Linked DNA regions of Zea mays: region 2 is linked to region 1. The links are chromatin contacts, called in public Hi-C maps. All regions are on one chromosome and are shown on one strand. The core of a region is the stretch at or near the end of the contact, and the rest is flanking DNA. Distances in the headings are between cores, read along the strand shown.

The links. A called contact is a pair of places that touch in the nucleus more often than the background predicts.
Region 2: a contact with region 1 is called in a Hi-C map of leaf, with 8 times the contacts expected there. The contact joins the promoter of LOC100277310 here to the promoter of LOC103638686 in region 1. A contact is called at or near these places in 14 of 25 Hi-C or Micro-C datasets (bundle sheath, ear, endosperm and 3 more) and 2 of 3 datasets of contacts at active chromatin or transcription factors (leaf and seedling).

Annotation. Positions count from the first base shown.
Region 1 is chr9:95,147,877-95,151,469 of Zm-B73-REFERENCE-NAM-5.0, reverse strand. It overlaps LOC103638686, which reads left to right and starts at 1,822. Exons shown (of 3, transcript XM_008661527.4): 1 at 1,822-2,224; 2 at 2,316-2,664; 3 at 2,791-3,380. The coding sequence starts at 2,090. The coding sequence ends at 3,029.
Region 2 is chr9:95,300,343-95,303,935 of Zm-B73-REFERENCE-NAM-5.0, reverse strand. LOC100277310 reads right to left here and starts at 1,884. Exons shown (of 5, transcript NM_001407256.1): 1 at 1,681-1,884; 2 at 792-1,045; 3 at 1-63. The coding sequence starts at 1,739.

The DNA of each region.
Region 1 (3,593 bases), core at 573-3,072:
TCTCACGATATTGAAAACTTAGGTCTGGAAGAAAGTTTCTGCTTGCGCACATCTAAATTGTGGTTTTCCAATGCTGTGATAGAAAGTACGATCGATCCTGTCCAAGACAGCATGCGATCAGAATCTATACCGTACGTGTTTTACATGAGGCCGCGAGGGAGTGGAGGGCGACAACAAGTGAAACAACAAAAGAAATCTACCTTTGATAAGTTTAGTGTTGTATCCTTGGACATATAGCTCCTAATTAGTTGTACTCCGTCTGTTTTAAATTACAATCATGCTCCTTTGTGGTTCTAGCTATGCATATAGGGCGCGTTTGGTTGTCTACTGGTGTGGTGCAGCTGCATCTAAGCGTGTAAAATACCATGTTTGTTTGGTTCGCTGTACACGTTGAGACTGGCTGACACGAAACTTAAAGCACCTCAGGCTCGCGGGAAACGCCCCGCGCCGCCGTACGCGCGCGTGCATGTCTGAGCGCGCGGCTGGTTAGCTAGTATTTAGTCATGCACGTGAATCGAGACACATTGTTTTTGTTTTTCTAGTATATCTTTTAATTACAAGATTTAACTACCAAACCGATTTCGTATTTGTGTTCCTGACATTTTTGCGAACAGAACTAGTCCGCTCATACCATATGTATATTTCAAATAAAAAAATGCATGGTTAAGGTTAACATATAATTAATGTTTCTTAGCATTTAATTAGTGTCTATTAAACATTTTAACAAATAGTTAGTGTCTATTAGTAGATTTTTTTCATTAATTTAATATTTTTATAACTCATGCAGCAAGTATTCACTCACTCGTGAATTAAGCTGGACACGTACAGATAACCAAACACATAGAGCACTGTATGCACTTAGGGCCCGTTCGGTTATCCAGGATTGGACCCAGAATTATTCCGTCTGATAAAATCTTATATTAAATAGGTAAACAATCCAGACAGGAATAGTTCCATGCCACCGTTCCTGAGCAACCGAACAGCCCCTTGCCCAGTCCAACCAGAGTCTCACCACATACGAGCCATGATTGACCATACAAGCAACCAAGCGCCCCCATAGATATTATAGATACGTGTCATGTCTGAATAGATGTATAGTAGGAAATGGTTACCGTATAATTTTTGAGACTTTGGAGCAAAAAAAACTGAAGTAAAAATATCGGGGACGGCGATGAGTTTTTTTTGTAGCAAACTAGTAAAACTCTGCGTGGCAGCCAAATTTTGGTGGTCACGAACCAAAAGGGGCTAAGGAAAACAGTGGCCACACGGAGCCTCCCTTCCGCGGCGGTGGCGATGGCCACCCACACGGCAGCGACGACAAGTGTCCCAACAGCGACGGCTCCTGAGGTACGCTCGATCGAGGACGGGCGGCGTGATAAGGGTGGTAATGGATTGTGATCCATATGGTTCTTCACAAAATGTCAAGGCCCTAAATAAATTATAGTTCAAAAATGACTAGAAATAAAGCCCGATCCTAATCCGACTTGATCCTTAAATCTTATAGTGCAAAATTTACAGCCCATTGTCAGCCCGCCGGCGTCGCACTCGCGCGTCTCACGTCAGCGCAAGCTAGTAGTTAGTGCATAGTACATTAGAGGACGGCGGGTGGGGGTGGGGGTGGGGGCTGCGGAGCGCGGAGAAAGCGAGAGCACGGGGCGGCGGGTGTCGTTTTCCTCGCTGGCGTCGCTCGCCTGCTGGTGCCCGTGCCCCGGCGCTTTTGCTTTGCTCAGCACAGCAGGCGGCGTGCCCGTCGTCTGCTCCTCCGCGCCCGCCCCATTCGCTGGACACGCCGGTCGGCCATGTTCGCCTCCTCGCCCGGCAACAATCATGGCGCCGCTGATGCATGCCTTCCTTTCCTTCCTTCCTGTGCGGATCTCGGTCTCCGAGTGGATAAGCACACAACAAGCTAGGGCGCACATGTGCCTGCGACGTTACCTGTAGCATCAGCAGCGTCAGGTTGTTGATTCGCTAAGCTGCCCTGCCCCACATATGGATTTCCCCACCCAGACCGGACCGGACCGGACCAGGGGTAATTTAACACTTTATTTGGGCAGACAGACAGGAGAGACGCTACTTGTTGCTGTCCATTATGGTATGGATGGTCTGCGTGCGTGCCGGCCGGCTGCACCAGTTGCGTGTATGCAATTGCAATGCAAGCAATACACCCAGCATGGACGCTTGGACGGACGGACGGAAACCGACGGATGGTACCGACTACCGAGCGGTTGGTTAGCCCGTCCTCCCTCTTCCTCTTCCTCCTCCTTTTGCACTTGGACCTTAGCCGTTACCCGTTACCCGTTATAAATAAATAATAGAGCGGCGTGCTGCGTGCGCCACTGCAAGACTCTTCTGCTACGGTGCTCGCTTCTCTGTCTCGGTCGGCGGACTCTGTCGCTCCTCCTCCTAGCGCGAGCGAGCGAGCTAGCTCACCTACTCTGTGGCTGGACCTCGCGCGCGGGATGGCGCCGTCGTCCTCGCCCTCGCCTTCGGCGGCCGGCTCCCACGCGGGCCTCGCCATCGCGGCCACCGCCATGGCGCTCTCCGGCACGCTCGTCCTCTACTCCCTGTGCCGCGCGAAGCAGCAGCGCCTGGTGCTCCCCTCCTCTTCCTCCGACGACGCCCCGTCCCCTCGCCCTCGGCTCCGCCCGTGCCTCTCCTCGTCCGGTAATTAAGCGCGCAGCGAGCCGTTCCCCTTCTTTCCTCGTCCCTTGCTCTGTCTGCCGCGTGCGTGCGTTGCTTGATTCTGGAATCTATGTTCTTAACGGCGGCGGCGGCTCGTTCCCGTTGCAGAGAAGCGCAAGAAGAAGAAGCGGGAGATGGCGCGCCGCGGCAGCCAGAAGCGGGTGCGCTTCGCGGACGACGTCGTGGGCAGGGACAATGCCGCCTCCGCCGCCGCCGCCGCGCCAAGGGAGGAGGCCGAGCCGTCGTGCGCCGCAGCGCTCAGGACGCCCATGCCGGCCAACCGGGAGGCGCTGTACCGCGGCATGCTCCGCGGCCGCTCCATGCTCAGGGTCGCCTGCTCCTACTAGCTAGCTACAGTAGCACCACCGTGCCGGCCCCGACGTAACCCGCTCCACTCCATTAATCTGTGTGTGTGTGTGTCTCTCTCTCTATCTCTTGTGTACGTTGCGTGCTGCCAACTAGTGGCGCCGCCGGCCAGTTAATCCGGGCCTAGCTAGCTCTCTCCCTCGCCCATTGCCGGGAAAGTTTTGTAATTAATTAGTGGCCGTCCCGCGAGGGAGCTTGTGGTCCGCGCGTGCGTCTTGGTACGTGCTGTGTTGTCTGCTGGTTAGCTTCCTTTTCTTCCTTTCTTTCTTGTACATTAACACGTCCTGAGTGATGAGCAGCGAACGATTCCTCGCTGTCAACGCTTCCATCCATCCGTCTTGCTTTCACTGCTTGCGCAACATGCTTGGCGGATAGCTAGATCTTTTCGGTTTTCTCCGCGACTGACGAGGTGCCGGCGCGGTTTCTACTGCGCGCTTGCGCAACATGTCCGGCACTGCAGCTTTGCATTTTGTTTATGCGGAAGGAGAGAGATAACCGCGGGTGGAGTAGGGGTCCCCGTCCGGACTCATGGCTGGCTGTGGGAG
Region 2 (3,593 bases), core at 635-3,134, 150 kb before region 1:
ATCTAGAGTGGCGTTTTTTGCTTCCAACCCACTGTTGTCTGGTCTGGTTCCAGAGCATAAGACCTGAAAAATAGGCAGTATGGAAATTCAAATAAGATGTACAAAGAACGAGAATAAATGAAAAACATTCACCACTTACTAATGGCACACTTAGCATGCTACAAAGTAGAGTTCCCTCTTCTTTTTTGAAAAGAAAACACTACAGATTGGTTTAGTCATCAATATTTTTAAGGAATCTTGCTAGATCATTGTAGTTGTGGATTTATTGTCACTCAGCTGTCTATGAACTATATTGTAAGTGTATCATGCCGACACCATTGATGTTTTTGCTGATTTACATAAACATGTTCCCACAGATGCATTTGCAGAATCTGAGAATCGTCCCAGGCCAAATTTGAAACTGTTCAGGATTTGAACATTAAGACATCTAGAACAGAGAAGTGTACTTCAAGTCTTCAACAAGATACAGGCTTTTCCTGAATTGGTGGTTTACGTCATTGGCTTTCCACAAATTCGTATGCATAATTATCGAATGTCAACCTTGAGACTGATAAGGATTAGAACATAAAGCAAAGACCTTATCTCAATCATAGTTTGTAATTTTTACTGAGAAGTTAGAATCTCAACCACTATATATTCAAGGCCACAAACATTGGACATTTAAACTCAGGTTTCCGTTCACATCCATGATGGAGCTACAATAATCAGTAAGAGACTTAACTATTTGACAGTATATGGCACTAACAGGATGGATCAATAAGGCAAAGAGGAAACGAAATGGATGAATTCACCTTGATTCATAAACTCATTCGGGTTGCTGCTACTTCCTGCCGTATGCTGATCGCTGGACTGAGCCAACGTGCTGATCGAAGACATGCTCCTCTGCGATTGGATCCCGCTGTTCTCCATCTCATGCGCACTCGTGCTCCAAAAGTCCTCCGAGAGGCTAGCCTTCCTTACTGATCGCCCCTGGATCCTCAACCGCTTGGAAGGCTCGTCTACTGCTATTATTGGAGTTGGCTTAGCACAGCATCCAAAGCAACCTCTGCTCTGTAGCAAACCAGGATCGACCAGTGACTGATTAGCACCAGTATTCAAGATCCCAGATAAGCTGTGATGCACTCTATCTCGTATTACAAATTACAGAAGAGAAAAGGCCAAAGTTATGACCATTTCTGACCCGATAGATGGTGACCGGATAGATGGTTGCAGTAAAATATCGAGCAACTATCACTCAGTGAACTCAGCAGCTAAAGACTGAACATTTTCCAAACAGAGGCCTAGTACCAAAGTCAGACTAAAATGCATCTATTTTATACCGGAAATAGACCAGGCAGATTAAATAAACAACAGGAAGATACTACAACGAACGCGACGGACTCAACTGGCTCGACTCAACAGGAAAAGTGAGACCAAATGGATAAACGAAACCAGCCTACCAATCAGAATCATTATAGCCACTCTAAAATATCGAAAACAGCGCAGTCTGAATCAGGGAGCAGCGAGCATATATGGGCCACGAACAGAAGCTATAGAAGTCTAGGACCTCGCTACCGCAAGCGGGGATCCCAATCCCCACGAGCCTCGCGGCCACTACTACACCGTGACGTGTGCCGGAGGATCACGAGAGGATGGGATGGGGGAGGGCAGGGCGGCGGGGCGCAGGCACGCACGACGCACCCCATGCAAGCGACGAGGCGGCGCACCCAGGTGGAGAGGGTCCTGCAGCTCAGCAGCATAGCATCCGGGCCCGGTGCGCGGGGGCCGGTGCCGCGTCGGAGGGAGAGGCCGGCGGTGAAGCGAACCCTAACCCCCCGGCCCCTAGGGCGAGAGGGGAGACGGGACGGGGAGGGAGGAATCGGAATGGGATTCTGCCGTGGACCGGTGTCAGGCTGGGATTGGGGGAGGGGGTTAGGAATCTACTAGGAGCCGGAGGGAGGATTCAGCTGAGGCAGAGGCGTTCGTTACCTGCCCATGCTGCCACTTGACATGATGATGCTGAGTGGCCGGGACGAGGCATTTCGAAAAATACTTGGCTTCGCGTCCCAGAAAATTCGACGGTTCCTCTGGCCGCGTTACATAGGTTCTGGTATTGGAATTATTAGAAACTATTTTTAGTCATAGAATATCCTGTTCAGTTCGTGTATGTAAATACTAATAAAGAAATTTCGAAGAGGGAATTCATATATTGGTGTGAACAGCCATTTTAATCGAGCTAAAGTTTACCTGAGTCTATCCTATAGAGAATCAAAATACTCCAGCTAAAGTTTAGCCTTAAAATCTTAGCTAGCTAAACTTTAGTGGTATGGATTTAAACAGATCTATCTTAAATCCTAATTTTCACTCGATTATGATTCATCAATTTGGAAAGAAAACTTTTGGCCGGAGGTCTACATTCGATGGAAATTGTTTGTTTCAGTCTGTCAGTGTGGATCAAAAGCTTTGATGGACTCTGCATCAATGAACGACAAGCAGAAGAATGGGTAAGAGATGAAACATAAACATGATTGGACCTTGTTTGAACATAACGAGAAGTAGGTTACGAATGAGGAAGAAAAGAAAGAAGTACAAGATACTTCTCCCGTACTAAAAGTGAAAAGACTTTGATGTTGTTTAGAGGAGTTGAATGCAAAAAATGAGATATAAAAACAATCAAAACTATAAGCGGCAGCGCTGCTTGACACCTAGCACTGCCGCATCGTGGCACTGTGGACAATTGCACAACACTACCGCGCAGAGGCTAACTAGGTCTGATAATATTGAATTATTTTAATATGAGGCTGAGTCTAGTACTTTAGCAGAAAACTTAAAGACTATCTAGGATAACAATTTATATAAGAGACAAGATGATATGAACTAATAAAAAAACACTCAACGGTAAGGACACATCAAAATATGTATATTTAAAATAAAACTCAAAAGTGTTGTTAAAAAACTGTTCGACACTGCCGCGCTAACCCATGCACTGTCGCTCGATGCAGAATATCCAACAACAGCTACACATGTAGGCAATACTTAGATATGAACTTGGTAATGTTATGTGGCAATTCCACTAAGTACCTATATCTCATAAGCATGCATAACCAAGTTGTTGACGCCTTTTTGAGGGCCAAACACCCAATAAGAACCGTGGCGGTGCCCTCTACACAGGAGCGGACGGTCCGCGGCCTGGTGCGAGGCGCGGCGGTGCTCTCTGCACAGGGGCGGACGGTCCGCGCGCAGGGTCGGACGGTCTATGGCCTGGTGCGAGGCTAGGGCTCCTGCCTGACGGCCGGACGGTCCGCGCCCTGGGGCCGGACGGTCCGCACGTGCGCAGGGGCGGCGGAAGATCGCCGGCGGCGCCTGGATCTCGCTCCTGGGAGGGACCCCGTCGGGAGGAGATATCCTAGGAGTTGTCTAGGCTCGGGCCGGCCGACCTAGACTTCTCTAATCGGCGTAGAGTCGAAGAGAGGCAGAGAATTTGGGGATCGGAAGGCTAAACTAGAACTAAACTAGAACAACTCCTAGGAAATAAATGCGAAATAGAAGTGTTTTGATTCGATTGATGATTATTACAAATCGGTCGTAGACCTCTCTATTTATAGAGGAGGGGG